Linked DNA regions of Mus musculus: regions 1 and 3 are each linked to region 2. A link is a contact called in public HiChIP or PLAC-seq data. All regions are on one chromosome and are shown on one strand. The core of a region is the stretch at or near the end of the contact, and the rest is flanking DNA. Distances in the headings are between cores, read along the strand shown.

The links. HiChIP or PLAC-seq counts read pairs in DNA pulled down with a chosen protein or histone mark.
Region 1: a contact with region 2 is called in an H3K27ac HiChIP or PLAC-seq map of extraembryonic endoderm stem cells, with 2.9 times the contacts expected there. The contact joins the promoter of 4921513I03Rik here to the promoter of Tmbim4 in region 2. A contact is called at or near these places in 4 of 39 promoter capture datasets (HPC-7-derived erythroid cells, cranial neural crest, maxillary cranial neural crest and 1 more) and 1 of 115 datasets of contacts at active chromatin or transcription factors (extraembryonic endoderm stem cells).
Region 3: a contact with region 2 is called in an H3K4me3 HiChIP or PLAC-seq map of embryonic limb bud, with 9 times the contacts expected there. The contact joins the enhancer-like site here to the promoter of Tmbim4 in region 2. A contact is called at or near these places in 5 of 39 promoter capture datasets (cranial neural crest, embryonic stem cells, frontonasal cranial neural crest and 2 more), 1 of 15 datasets of contacts at CTCF or cohesin (large pre-B cells), 2 of 484 Hi-C or Micro-C datasets (B cells and bone marrow-derived macrophages), 15 of 115 datasets of contacts at active chromatin or transcription factors (a beta-TC-6 cell line, bone marrow-derived macrophages, craniofacial prominence and 10 more) and 2 of 9 other capture datasets (adipose tissue and macrophages).

The regions. Positions count from the first base shown.
Region 1 is chr10:120,763,240-120,767,442 of GRCm38.p6, forward strand. It overlaps 4921513I03Rik (RIKEN cDNA 4921513I03 gene), which reads left to right and starts at 2,493. Exons shown (of 3, transcript NR_038000.1): 1 at 2,493-2,599.
Region 2 is chr10:120,207,340-120,211,500 of GRCm38.p6, forward strand. It overlaps Tmbim4 (transmembrane BAX inhibitor motif containing 4), which reads left to right and starts at 1,487. Exons shown (of 7, transcript NM_026617.3): 1 at 1,487-1,603. The coding sequence starts at 1,507.
Region 3 is chr10:120,870,012-120,873,963 of GRCm38.p6, forward strand. Msrb3 (methionine sulfoxide reductase B3) reads right to left here. Exons shown (of 7, transcript NM_177092.4): 2 at 1,024-1,140. The coding sequence starts at 1,099. Among named protein-coding and RNA genes, the nearest start is that of Gm15910, 14 kb to the left of the region's middle. Within about 2 kb of position 2,595, at least 93 of the 459 cell types and tissues checked have an H3K27ac peak or open chromatin away from gene starts, as enhancers often do. A contact at or near this core is called in B cells, bone marrow-derived macrophages, craniofacial prominence and 2 more, where this site is marked.

The DNA of each region.
Region 1 (4,203 bases), core at 1,243-3,742, 560 kb after region 2:
GACAGAGCCCCCCCCCCCTATCTTTTCTCTTTCCTTATTCGTTGTCCCCATTTTGTCGTTTTCTCCACAATAAACCTCTCTCCCTTGGAACTGTGCTGGCCTGGTGTGAACTGTCCAGATGAGCCACGATTCTAAACACAACACCCCTATCTCAGTAAGCATGGTCCTTGGTGTTGAGAGATGGACTCTTGTCACAGATGTAGAAAGGAATGAAACAGTGAACGTCCAAGCCATCCTGTCTAAATCTGTCTTCTTTTTCAGTCCCAACAGAGACACGCTTAGCTTCCCGTTCAAGGGAAATGTTTGTTTCGAGTCCTAGAAGGTCCAGTTGTTTCTCTGTCAAGCTGGGACATCCCCAGCCTCCCATACTTATCTCTGTGACAGACAAGATTGAAATACGTGACTGGAGCTGCACAGGTAGATTGCTTTGTTCAAATTAACCAAATTCCGCAAACAGAAGTCAGGATCGAGGAGGAGAACGAGGTCAAGTCCACTGGGGGCCACGGAACCACACCGGCCTGGTGTGTAGATCTCACTCCCCTCTGCACCCTGCCTGTACGGCTCTGCCTTTCTTGTCTTAATGCCCAGCTGTTTCTCACTGGTTTGCTTTCTGAGGCCCCTCCAGCTGACGTAGGATAGTTCTGCTTCACTGAGTGACATCCGCAAATAGGCCACTATCTGTTACTCACTGTTTCTCTCAGATTTCCTTCTGCTGTAGACCATCCTCAGGATACCTATATCTCTCTGGCTGACAGCACACGCACACACACACACACACACACACACACACACACACACACACACACACACACTTTTGTCTTTGGCAGAGTGCTATAGCTGCCCAGGCCACACACTGGCCACTCTGGCAGTCAAGCTGCTAGACCTGACGGATGTCACATGGCCGCCCTGGGGCCTCTCCCGGATCTGTTCTCTACAAGAGAGATTTATTTCCCTGATGTTTTAGGACAGGAAAAGACTCGTTTCTTGGAGGCCTGCCAAGAAGGGGGTGATCCACCCAGGAAACAAACAAGACCCTTCCCCTCTCTCTCTCTCTCTGTCTTTCCTGCTTTCCTGTGTCAAGTACTCCCAGGGCAACTCCCCCTGAGTGGAAAGAAAGCTGTCAGGATGAAAGGACCCTGCTTATGATGAACAGCTGCTGGCTGGACCCATGCAGGAAGAACCAGCCTCAAGTTAACTCCTTGTTCCCAGCCAGCCAGGAACTGACTGCATCCAGACTTCTGAAGCCACAGCTCTGAATGAAGCAGCTTTTTATGAATGGAGAGCCATGCCAAAGGTCTTCAAAGCCCATGGGATCTCCTGAGCATATCTTCACTCCCCCCGGTCTTTCACAATAGACACCCTAACGTGTCCACCCCAGGAATCGAGAGGCTCAGACCTCTGGATCTACCACTCTTCCCTAGTTTTTTGGAAGACCTCAGCCTGTTGCTGTTCAGAGGCACAAATGGCACTGCCAGTGAGTGGAATAGCATCTGAAAGCTGCCTTAGTTTGCACAGTCAGTTCTATCAGAACAGGGAAAAGAAGGGCACATCCTAAAGACACGTTCTGTGTAGTCAGAAGTCCTGTAGACAGAAGGTCTATAAAGCTTCAGGTTCTGTTAAATTACTGCAGGAATCAATCTTAGCCATGCTTTCCAATGCAGCAAAATGTGATTATTTTTCCAAAGGGAAAAACGAGCCCCAGTTTGCAGTAGATGAACAATCAGGTGGGAAGAACTGGGCACAATTCTGCACCCAGGATCAGCCTCAAACCTTCCCTCAGCATCTGCTGAAGGCTCCAGCTCCATCCTATAATAGCGAACAGGATAAGAGTATCAGCTCACAGGAGAAACATATCTATACATTGATAGCTGTACATTAGTTGTAGGTACTACAAAAACTCAAAGACTATCGGAGAAAAACTTTAAAGAACAGTTTCCTTTGAGCTCATAGTTTAGTTATTTCAGTCCTATGGTCACCTGGTTCCCTTGTCTGTGAATTATAGTGATGCAGACTATGTGATGGTCTAACTCTGATCAACAACTTTATTGGATTAAGAAACCACCAAGGCATTAGTGAGTCACACCTTACCTCTGAACTTATCTGTGAGCCTTTTTCTAGAGAGGAATGACTAAGAGGGTAAGACCTTTCCTGAACATAGTAGAGACCTTCCCATGCACTGCGGACTTGGCTGGATAAAAAGAGGACTTGGCTGGATAAAAAAAACGGGAGAGGAGAAAGCCTCTGAGCTCCGTCATTCCCTCCTCTCCTTTTCCTGGTCCGCTGAGATGTGAATCAGCAGCCTCATGCTTCTGCTGCCACGCCTGCTAGCCACTCCCACTACCATGCCTGTGAGCCACGCCCACTGCTATGCCTGATAGCCACTCCCACTGCCATGCCTGATAGCCACTCCCATCGCGATGCTTTCATGATTGTGACAAACTATACTCGCAAACCATGATCCAAAAGAAAACCTCCTTCTCTCGCATTTGGTCACAGCTGCTGGAAAAACAATAGAGAACAATGTGGAGGAAAGCAGTCGGGGTGGAGCAGGGCTTCTGATCTCACTGCAGCTGGGTAACAGCATGTGAATTCGGGCAAGGTAAGCCATTCAAAGGTACCCTCCCAACCCGCCACTTCCAGTTAGGTCATACCTCCCAAAAACACACTCAATGATGAAGTCATCAGTAGAATGGTCTGTTGGTGTGGTTGGTATCCTTCTTATCCATCTACTTCTCAACAAAACTGCCAGACTCAAAACCTGAGACTTTGAGGGGCATTCGAGGGGCATATCACTCAGGGTTCTCTAGAGGAACAGATCCAATAGAACGTATATTACAGAGGTAATCCATTATGATGGCTTACAGGATAGGTGCACTCGTGCCTGCTGTGTGTGTGTGTGTGTGTGTGTGTGTGTGTGTGTGTGTGTGTGTGTGTCTGTGTGTGTGTGTGTCTGTGTGTATGTGCTGTTACCTGCAGAGGTCAGGAGGGGGCGCATATCTCTTGGAGCTGGAGTTAGGAGTGGTCGCACAGAACTCAGAACCTCCGGGGGAACAGCAAGTTCTCTGAACTGCTGAGGCATCTCTCAGGCCCTCTGCCAGAATCCTTTGAGTAGATCCGCCCTTCACTCTTCTCCAAGGTTTTAAATCTCTTCGTGAAAAAAAAAACAGAATCAGACAAACTTAAGTACCATCATCTCCTTACAACGAGCAAAGAATGTTATTTCAGGATAACTCTGTAGGTTCAGCAGGATGGAAATTCCCACTTTCCTCTAAACACCATAAAACAAATACAGGATCGGGAAGCCCCGCTCTTACTGTTCCCACGGGTTTCCCAGATAAGAGTCGTATCTGTCTTTTCCACTTCACTGGCCTTCGGTCTAGTTGGTTTGTTCTCAGAGTGAAAAGGATGGTGGTATTGTGTGGTACTGAGACGAGCTGCCGTTATTGGCAGCTGTCAATCTGCCACTGTGCTCCACCACTGCTCCACATTGGCTGAGATGGAGCCGGACTTCACGTGAGGTATGGCGGTTGTGTGAGTCATGGCCATCACATTAGGCAAGCCAGACTATGATCAATACTAGGATTTTATTTTCACTCTAAGAGCTTATATCTCGAAGACCAGAGCACACTGCACAAGAGTCTGACTAGCTCTGTCGGTTAGTCTTTATCGGGGCTGCTAACAGGAGGATGGGCGAGGGGTTACTCACAGGAGCAGGGTTGACTCAAAGGCAGGCACATCACAGAAAAGTGCACCCCATCATGGATGGCAGCTCACTGAGTGGTCTCATAGCTATCTGTAGGCAGCTTTAAAGGCCAAAGACTCAGCAGTTTGGCCATTCCAAGTCTCCTTTCCTTCCCAGTACATACTCCTTCTATGAAGACGGTGCAGGGTCTCCAAAAGTATTGCAAGCAACTTTTCCTCGGCATGTGACTTTACCTTCAGAGTCTCAGTAGCCTCTTCAGGAGGCAGGGAATGTTTCACTTCAGAGGAAGCTGCTGTACAACCATATTGGACATTATATTCATCTATTCATTTATTGGTAGACACTTAGGTTGCTTTGTGTCCTGGCTGTTGTGAATAATTCAGAGACGAACATGAGAGAGCCAATTTGTTAACATACAGACATGCACATGACACTAAGACCAAAGCTGATTCCCTTAGATTGCTAACTCAAAAGAGAAGGTAAGAAACCTTGCGGTACAG
Region 2 (4,161 bases), core at 237-2,736:
TAAGTCTGGATTTGTGGTCATTCTTTTTATGGTATGGGATGGGAACTTTATATAGATGTGTATATTAAAAATATTTCCCAGTCCATAGTTTGCTTTTACTCTTTTATAATGAAATTTACTCCTAGGTGTTCTCAATTTTATATAGTGTGTCAATCTTTGTAGATTAAATAATCTTTGCTTTCTTCAAATTATAAAGAGATTATTTTATATAACTTTAAGTTCTAATATTTTGTCTTTCACATAGGGGGCACAATCTAGCTAGAATTATTTTTTTCTGAATGAGATATTGGTGTTGTCTTTAGATAATAAAAAGATGGTTGCCAATTCTTCTCCAGTTTGCCTTCTATAATAAATACTATTCTTACCTTTATTGAAGTGAGTAACAACATGTTTAAAAAATAATAAAAAGCTAAGCATGTTTCATTCTTGTTATTGTGGAACATATCTGAAAAAAGTTTCCTGAAAATATTACATTTTTAGTTTTAGAATAGACAGTTCTTCAATATTTTGAATCCCACTTGCTGTCTTTGGGATGAGTCAAAGTAAACTCATAGAAATAATTACAAGTGGGCCGGTTGGTACGCCTTTAATCCCAGCACTCATGAGACAGAGGCAGGTGGATCTCTGAGTTCAAGACCAGTCTGGTCTACATAATGAGTCTCACGGCAGCTAGATGCATATTGAGACCCTTAAAACAATAAAGATAAATAAAGTTAGTGGTGTCCTGGAATATTTCTTTGGCGAGTCTACACCTCATGCTTGCAATAGTGTCATGACAGATGCATTTTGTTATCGCCACTTTCTCTGTCCTTCTTCCTTTGGTTTTGGTTTCGGTCACGAATTCTATATTTGGCATTCAGTGGTCTTGCCTTTGTTCATCTGTCCAGCCTCATTCTTTGGCACTTGTCCTGTACACCACCACGATGACTTTGCCCTCTCAATTCACAAACATCGAATCCGTGAAAACCTGAATTACGCCCATGGGGTGGGGGTGGGATGGGGGTGGGGGTGGATTCCTACTTGTCTTTCAAGATGAAGGATTATTTAACTTTAAAAGCAGGGGGGGGGGTCTGTTTTAAAAGAAATGGTCAATAAATGAAGGCCTAAATGTTGCTTTAAAATAATTTTACTTAAAAGTGCATTCCTGGACCAAGTATTGAAGTGAATTAATGAGAGGTTGTTGATTGATACCGTAATCTTTCTATCTTGTTTAGCACTCTTTCTGGAAGAGATTCTCTAGAGGCCTAGAGGAACTTTTAAAGAAAATCCTAGAAAAAACTCCCTTGCGATGACGTGGGAGAGAGCAATCTGTCTCCTACTAGAAAGCAACCTCCTCTCCTAGTGGAGACTTTTCCATGGGAGCGATCGACTGGTTCGGCGCTCGCTGCAGAGAGGCAGTTCGGCTAGTTCTGTCTGGCGGCCATCCCGGAAGTGGGTGAAGGCGGTTGTGGTCAGTGTAGGCTCCCACTTCGGCCGGGGCAGGTGCGGGCGGGCACTGCTGGCGACATGGCCGACACGGACCCGGGCTATCCCCGCTCGTCCATCGAGGATGACTTCAACTACGGCAGCTGCGTGGCGTCGGCCAGCGTGCACATCCGCATGGGTATGTGGCGGGGGTCAGGGGGACCAAGTGACCAGAGGGAGACATAGTTGTCTTCTAGAGGTGTGGGCCGGGTCGCCTAGGTCAGCGGTCCTCAACCTGAGGGTCGCAAGCGGGACCCTTTCACAGGGGGTCGCCTAAGGCCATCTGCACATCAGATATTTACATTACGATTCGTGACAGTAGCAAAATTACAGTTCTGGAGTAGGGACAGATATAATTGCATGTTTGGGGTCAGCACACCAGGAGGATCCATATCAAGCATTGGAAATCACGGGCTGATGCCCTCATTTATTTGTTCCCCGTGCTGAGACCTTACCATCCTAGTCATTACTGTCTCCCCGTGGGGTACAGAACTCGGCATACGTGTGTGTGATGACTGAGAAGTTTCCCAGACCGACGCATAAAGTCACGGCGACTCAAAGTTATTACTTTGAGTTTAGGCTGTTCGTTGACGCGTAACGAAGCGGAATTCACTGTCCACCAAAGGTCACTTTACAGAAATGGACCTGCCTGGGCAGCTCAAACCGGTTCTGGATTTAAAAAAAAAAAAAAAAAATGAAGGTGGTTCTGACGCATCTAGAATCTTGGTACTTACCTAGCCCGATATTCCTGTAATGAATTTTGAAATTATTTTGACAAGTGAGCTCAGCTTTTAAAATATATTCATTATGAAAAAGTACTGGTAGCCAAAAAATTGCTACCCTAGACACCTTTGAGGTACCAAGCAGTAATGTTTTGTCGCCCTGTGGTATTTCCTATCCAGCCAGAACTTAGTCATCTTTCAAAGCAAAAGTGAAATTGTATCCATAAGTAACTCGCCATTGCCAGCCTCCTCTGCCCTGGGCAACTCCCATTTCTTCAGTCTTTATGAAACGGTTAGAACTGCCTCAGTAAAAAAGAAATCATACATGTTAGCCGTTGTGACTGGCATGTTTCTATTAATGTCTTCAAAGCTCACCCATGTCATAGTGTATGTGTGTCCGACTGTCATTCTTCCTTTCTCTCAGGCCTAGTCCAGAATGCCACGTAGTTAAGATCATGTGTGTTGGGTGTTTTATTTATTTTTTTCCTCTTCAGATCTACATTATTCACTTGGTACTGCCGTGTGTACTTACGATTCCCCACCCCTATCCTCCGTGGCCGGATTGCTGACTAGCCCTTGCTATAGAAGCGTCCTCTGCTTTCTCTTTGTGCCTGAGTACTTTTCTTTCTTCAACTCAAGGTCGTTCTCTTGAATGCTCAAGCATTTGGGCAGTTATGGATAAAACTGTTTTGCAAACTCCCCTGGGTTTTGTGTGTGTGTGTGTGTGTGTATTTGTGTGTACATAGTTTCAACTCATTTAGATAAATACCTAGGCGCATGGTAGCTGGGTGGTACACAAGAGTGGACTTTGTACTGTAAGAAACCACTAGACTGTGACCCTGCATTCCTAGCAACAAAGAATGAATTCTTCTTCATCCATGCCATAATTTGGTGCAGTCATTAATTAATTTGGATTTGGGCAATTTTAATAGGTTTTCTCTCTTTCTTTTTTTTTTTTTTTGTTTTTTGTTTTGTTTGTTTTTGTTTGTTTGTTTTGTTTTGCTTTGCTTACCGGGTATATCTTTTGCAAATATTGTCTCCCAATCTGTGGCCTGTCCTTTCATTCCCTTGATAGTACCCATTTTGAAAAGTACTTTGTTGTTTGAGCATTTAGCACATGCACTTGATGTGCGTTGATCACATCTATCCCCCCCACCCCAGCCCCTCAGTTCCTCCTTATCCCTGCACTGCTTTTCCCTCTGAACTTCATGTGCTCCTTGTTAAAAACAAAACCCACTGAGTCCAGCAGGGCTGCCGCCATGAGCATGGTGGTAGGACATACAGCATGGGTAGCCACATAGTGTTGTAGAAGGAAACTGGCTCTCCCTGTCTTAGTCACTGCTCTATTGCTGTGAAAAGACACCATGACCATGGCAACTCTTACAAGGGAAAACATTTCATTGGGGACATGCTTACAGTTTGAGAGGCTCAGTCCACTATCATCATGGCGTGGAGCATGGCAGCGTGCAGGCAGGTGCTAGAGCAGTACCTGAGAGTTACACCCTGATCCATAGCAAAGAATGAGACAGACTCAGGGCTCATTCTGGGCTTTTGAAACCTCAAAGCCCACCCCTAGTGACACACTGCCTCCAACGAAGCCATGCCTCCTAATCCTTCTAATCCTTTCAAATAGTTCCATTCCCTGGTTACTAAGCATTTAAATATAAGAGCCTATAGGGGCCATTCATACTCACGCCACACCCCCAGGAGTCATCAACTGCTCATAGCTTCTCTGGTGATCCATTTGAATCCGTTTGAATCATGGCTTTTGGATTGCAGGATTTCATTTTTTTTTTAAGCCAATATTTCAAATTTATTCTTTGACAGTTCCATACATGTATACAGTGTATCCTGCCCAGCCCCACTCCCTCCAACAACCTTTTCTCACCTTCCTATCCATTTGTTTGTTTGTTTGTTTGTTTGTTTAATACAGGGAATCCACTCAGTACTACCCACTTTCGCATGGGAATGGGAC
Region 3 (3,952 bases), core at 1,345-3,844, 660 kb after region 2:
CGGTTTTATTTCTCTCTTCTACTTGTTGAAAAACCCAATCAACTGAGCCTTGTTTATCACCATATCCCCACTGCTCACGGCATGCATTCGACTCTTTGTAAGTGTTTAATAACATAATAAAATTCTCTACCGGATATATTGATAAAGATGTATACAGTAATGGGACTATAAATAGTATTAACAATCATATTCACTGAAGTAAAACATTTGACCATTGCGAATTTCATAATAAAATTGAGATACTAACTTAAATGTTATAGACACACAGTGAAAGTTTGAACTTTTATGCTTCTTTGGTTTAAGTGCTTAAAAATCACATCTTTAAAAAGTATACTGGTTCTATCTTATCTTATTTTTATCTTTTAAGACTTATTTATTTATTTTATGTATGTGAGTTCACTGTAGGTGTCTTCAGACACACCAGAAGAAGGCATCAGATCCCATCACAAATGGTTGTGAGCCACCGTGTGGTTACTGGGAACTGCACTCAGGACCTCTGGAAGAGCAGCCAGTGCTCTTAACCACTGAGCCATCTCTCCAGCCTGTGGTTCTAATTTTGGACCCAGTTTGAAACATGCTATATCCGTTCTGTTTATTTGGTTCTTGTTAATAGAAACTCTTGGCTACAGTATACGTGACACAATTACCTTAAAGTTTCCCATTTTCACTTTTTCCCTAAAGGATCGGCCACATGTACAGCGAGAAGCTTGGCATTCCCTTAACAAGCTGAAAGTTCTACCTCCTGTGCACTGACTTGTAGATGTGTACCCATGCACTGGAGAACAAGACGACACGGGGAAACACTGGTGACAAGTGAGTGCTGGGCGAGGGACCTCCAATATTGAAAGGACCATGGAAATGGGTGTCACTCAGAGGACGGTGAGGGTTTGTAACCAATCTCCATCTTTAAATTAGGGTCCAAATAAAAGAGATCAAGTTTAGTAAAGCATGCTGGTGTACCATTTCCTGCAGCAGAAATACCCACTCTGCCCGGTGCCCTACCACAGAACAACAATTGGCAACCTGAGGGGAGCCCGCAGGCTCTCGGGGCCACGGGCTGGCTCTTCGTCACCAAGTGCAGCAGGTTGAAGGCAGACATAGCTGTGGTATCTCCAGCAGAGGCAAAGGCAGCGGCAGAAGCTGAGTAGGAAAGAGGAAACAAAAACAACGAATTAAAACCTCAGGAACGGTAGGCACACTCATGGAACAACTGATGGCTTGGGTTGACCTAGGGCTAAGCGCACGCACAGTGCTAATAAACCATAGTGCGGCGGTTTCGGATGGACAGCTGACTCTCCCTGCCACTGTGAATTCCTGCACTCGCTGAGGAGGCTGGCTTTATCCCCAGTACATATGTGAGTGCAATCGAGGCTCGAAGATCCAAGGACACAGAGCAAACGTGGTGTGGGAAACGCTCATTTAACAGCAGAGCCAAAATGTGTCCTTACGTAGAGACTTGCCCTTTAAGACAAGGGAAAAAAAAAAAAAACAAAAAAACAAAAGATGAAGGACGACTATGAGACTTTGCTCCACAATCCGTTAACTTTGAAGAAGGCATAGGGAAGGTGCCCTTTCGTTTAATTCTATGATTTTTAACCTCTAAATAAAATTCTGGGAGTAGAACTCATGACCCAACATTGAAAGGGGTAGAAAATATTTTACTGAAGTCTTGAGAAATGAATCACGTAGAAGAATCCCCAACCTATACGATATTAAGACAAAAGTCCAGCTTGTGGGGTTTTCATAAGCATGCCACACAGGGCTGTGATTGGTGCGTAAACATCTCACGCAGGGCCATGATTGGTGCGTAAAGATCTCACGCAGGGCCGTGATTGGTGTGGACTAAGTTCAAATGAGATTGAAGAATACTGGGTGATTATCAATCTCTCGTGTTTTATTTAAAAACGCCGTGTTAAGTAACTTCAACTGCCTAATGTCCAAAGATGGAATGAAACTAATGTCTTGATCATTTCCTCGCCGCCACCCCCTCCATTCCCTACCCTGAAATAAAAGTCTTTTCCTGGACTCTCCTGACCCCCTTGAAGAGCAAACATGTGATAAACAGTAATCTATTTGACCAAGTCGCTCTGGAGTATATCTGACCGAAATCTGCTTGTATTAACATGCCTGAACTCTGACTTTCCCAAACTAAACTCACTACAGAAGCAAAACATTTTTGTGTTACTAACTGGAGGGGTTGGGGTGGGGGTGGGGGCTAAGAATCACAATGCGCAGCCTGAGAACCGTTAGACATAAATAAAGATGTCATTTTCACGAGTGACTGCGGAGCAGGCAAAGACTGCATGCCTTTGTAGCAGACTACTGGCTAATAAAAGATCAAAGGTCTATACCTCACAACGCCGTAAATAAAAATGTAAGTTTTTTTTTCCCCCTCCATGAGACCCTTCCCCATGAGGGATAAAGTATGTGCGGTAAATGTAATTACTTAGCAAAGCTGCGGCCTCTCAGTGCTCCCGCAGCTGACCATAAAATGCCTTCCTATTCCGTTTCATCAACCGCTGTACCAGGCGGCCTGGGCGCCTACGGATCACTGTGGCCATCTGGCTTGTGTCAAAGCCAGCACACAGGAAGCAAGGCAGTGACGTCACTCCGCAGGTCAGGCAAAGAACAAAGATGCCGGCTACAATTAAAAGCCTAGGACTGCAAATACCAGGGGCTCAAAGTGGCTGTGATTTAATAGTCCTTACTCGATCTTTTTTTTTTTTTTTCCCCTACCCAAATAGCCAGAGCGCCATCTAGTGGCAAATTGGTCTTGCCCAGTTTGGGGGCGTTTAAACTGCTTTGTTTCCTTTTTGGTGCTTAAAGTCGACCCTGGAAGTGCTATACTAACACCAAGCAGTGCAGCAATGGATAGAGTTACTGACACAGACACCTTGGCTTTTCGGATGTGGAAGAACGAAGGAACACAACCTGTCATGGTGTGAGCCACTCACAAATCTCCCGTGTTATAGGCTGGGCACTGATACAGCCTTAATTACGTGAATGCTCACAAGTATGTTAGAGAAGGTGGGCAAGTTTACAGAATGCTTGTGAAGTGCCCAGCACCCTGGGAATATGTGTCTGAGCCATGGACTGAAAGGCAGTTCTGCCCACCTGTGTCTGCATGCCCTGCTTAGCTCCGTCCAACAGAAGCACCCACGAGATGCGCCTTTAATGTGTCCGGTCCGGGAACAGGAGCATGGTAAACAATATTTTGGGACTGAGGTTTTGAGGGAAGAGAGGGAGGAGTGTGTATTTTTACACTTGCAATAGAAAACGGACCCTGACGACAGATGTAAAATACACAACCCATTCCCAGAAAGATGCCTGTCACCGTGGATGTGTGCTAGCTTTGTTGCCGGACTGCCTGGCTGGAACTCTGTCTGTCTCTGTAACTGCTTGTATGACCTTGGACAAGTTACTTACCTTTGCTTCTCCGACTCTAAAATAGCAGTTCAAAAGAGCAATTAGCTAAAGGGACCTCTCCTAGTATGTGGTATATGTTTTTTTAAAAAAAAGTTAGCTGTCAGATATTTGCTTAGTATTACATGAGCCGGAAAACATTTACGAAAACTAAATCTCCCATCAGTACATTCTGATCCTGGTTTCACCTCTGCTCAACTCTTCCCAGGTCCTCCCAGACCCCTCCTCCCCATCCATCTAACTCCATGCCTTCTTCCTGTGTTTCTCACCACATCCTATCCTGTCCCATGGCCCTGCTGGATGCACTGCTCACGGTTTCCCCAGAACAAGCCTCCGTTGCGAGTCCATGCTCTCTGATACTGTTTCCCACCATCTGCTGGTCACAGCATAGCTTTCCCAGCGCTGACCCTACAGAACGCCTGACGAGCCCCCGGCTCTCCTATGGCAGTTTTCAGGATACTGGTGTGGTTTGCACTCTTGCCTCTTCTAAATTAACGCTGCAGGGCAGGGAGGGGACCTTTTTGTATCT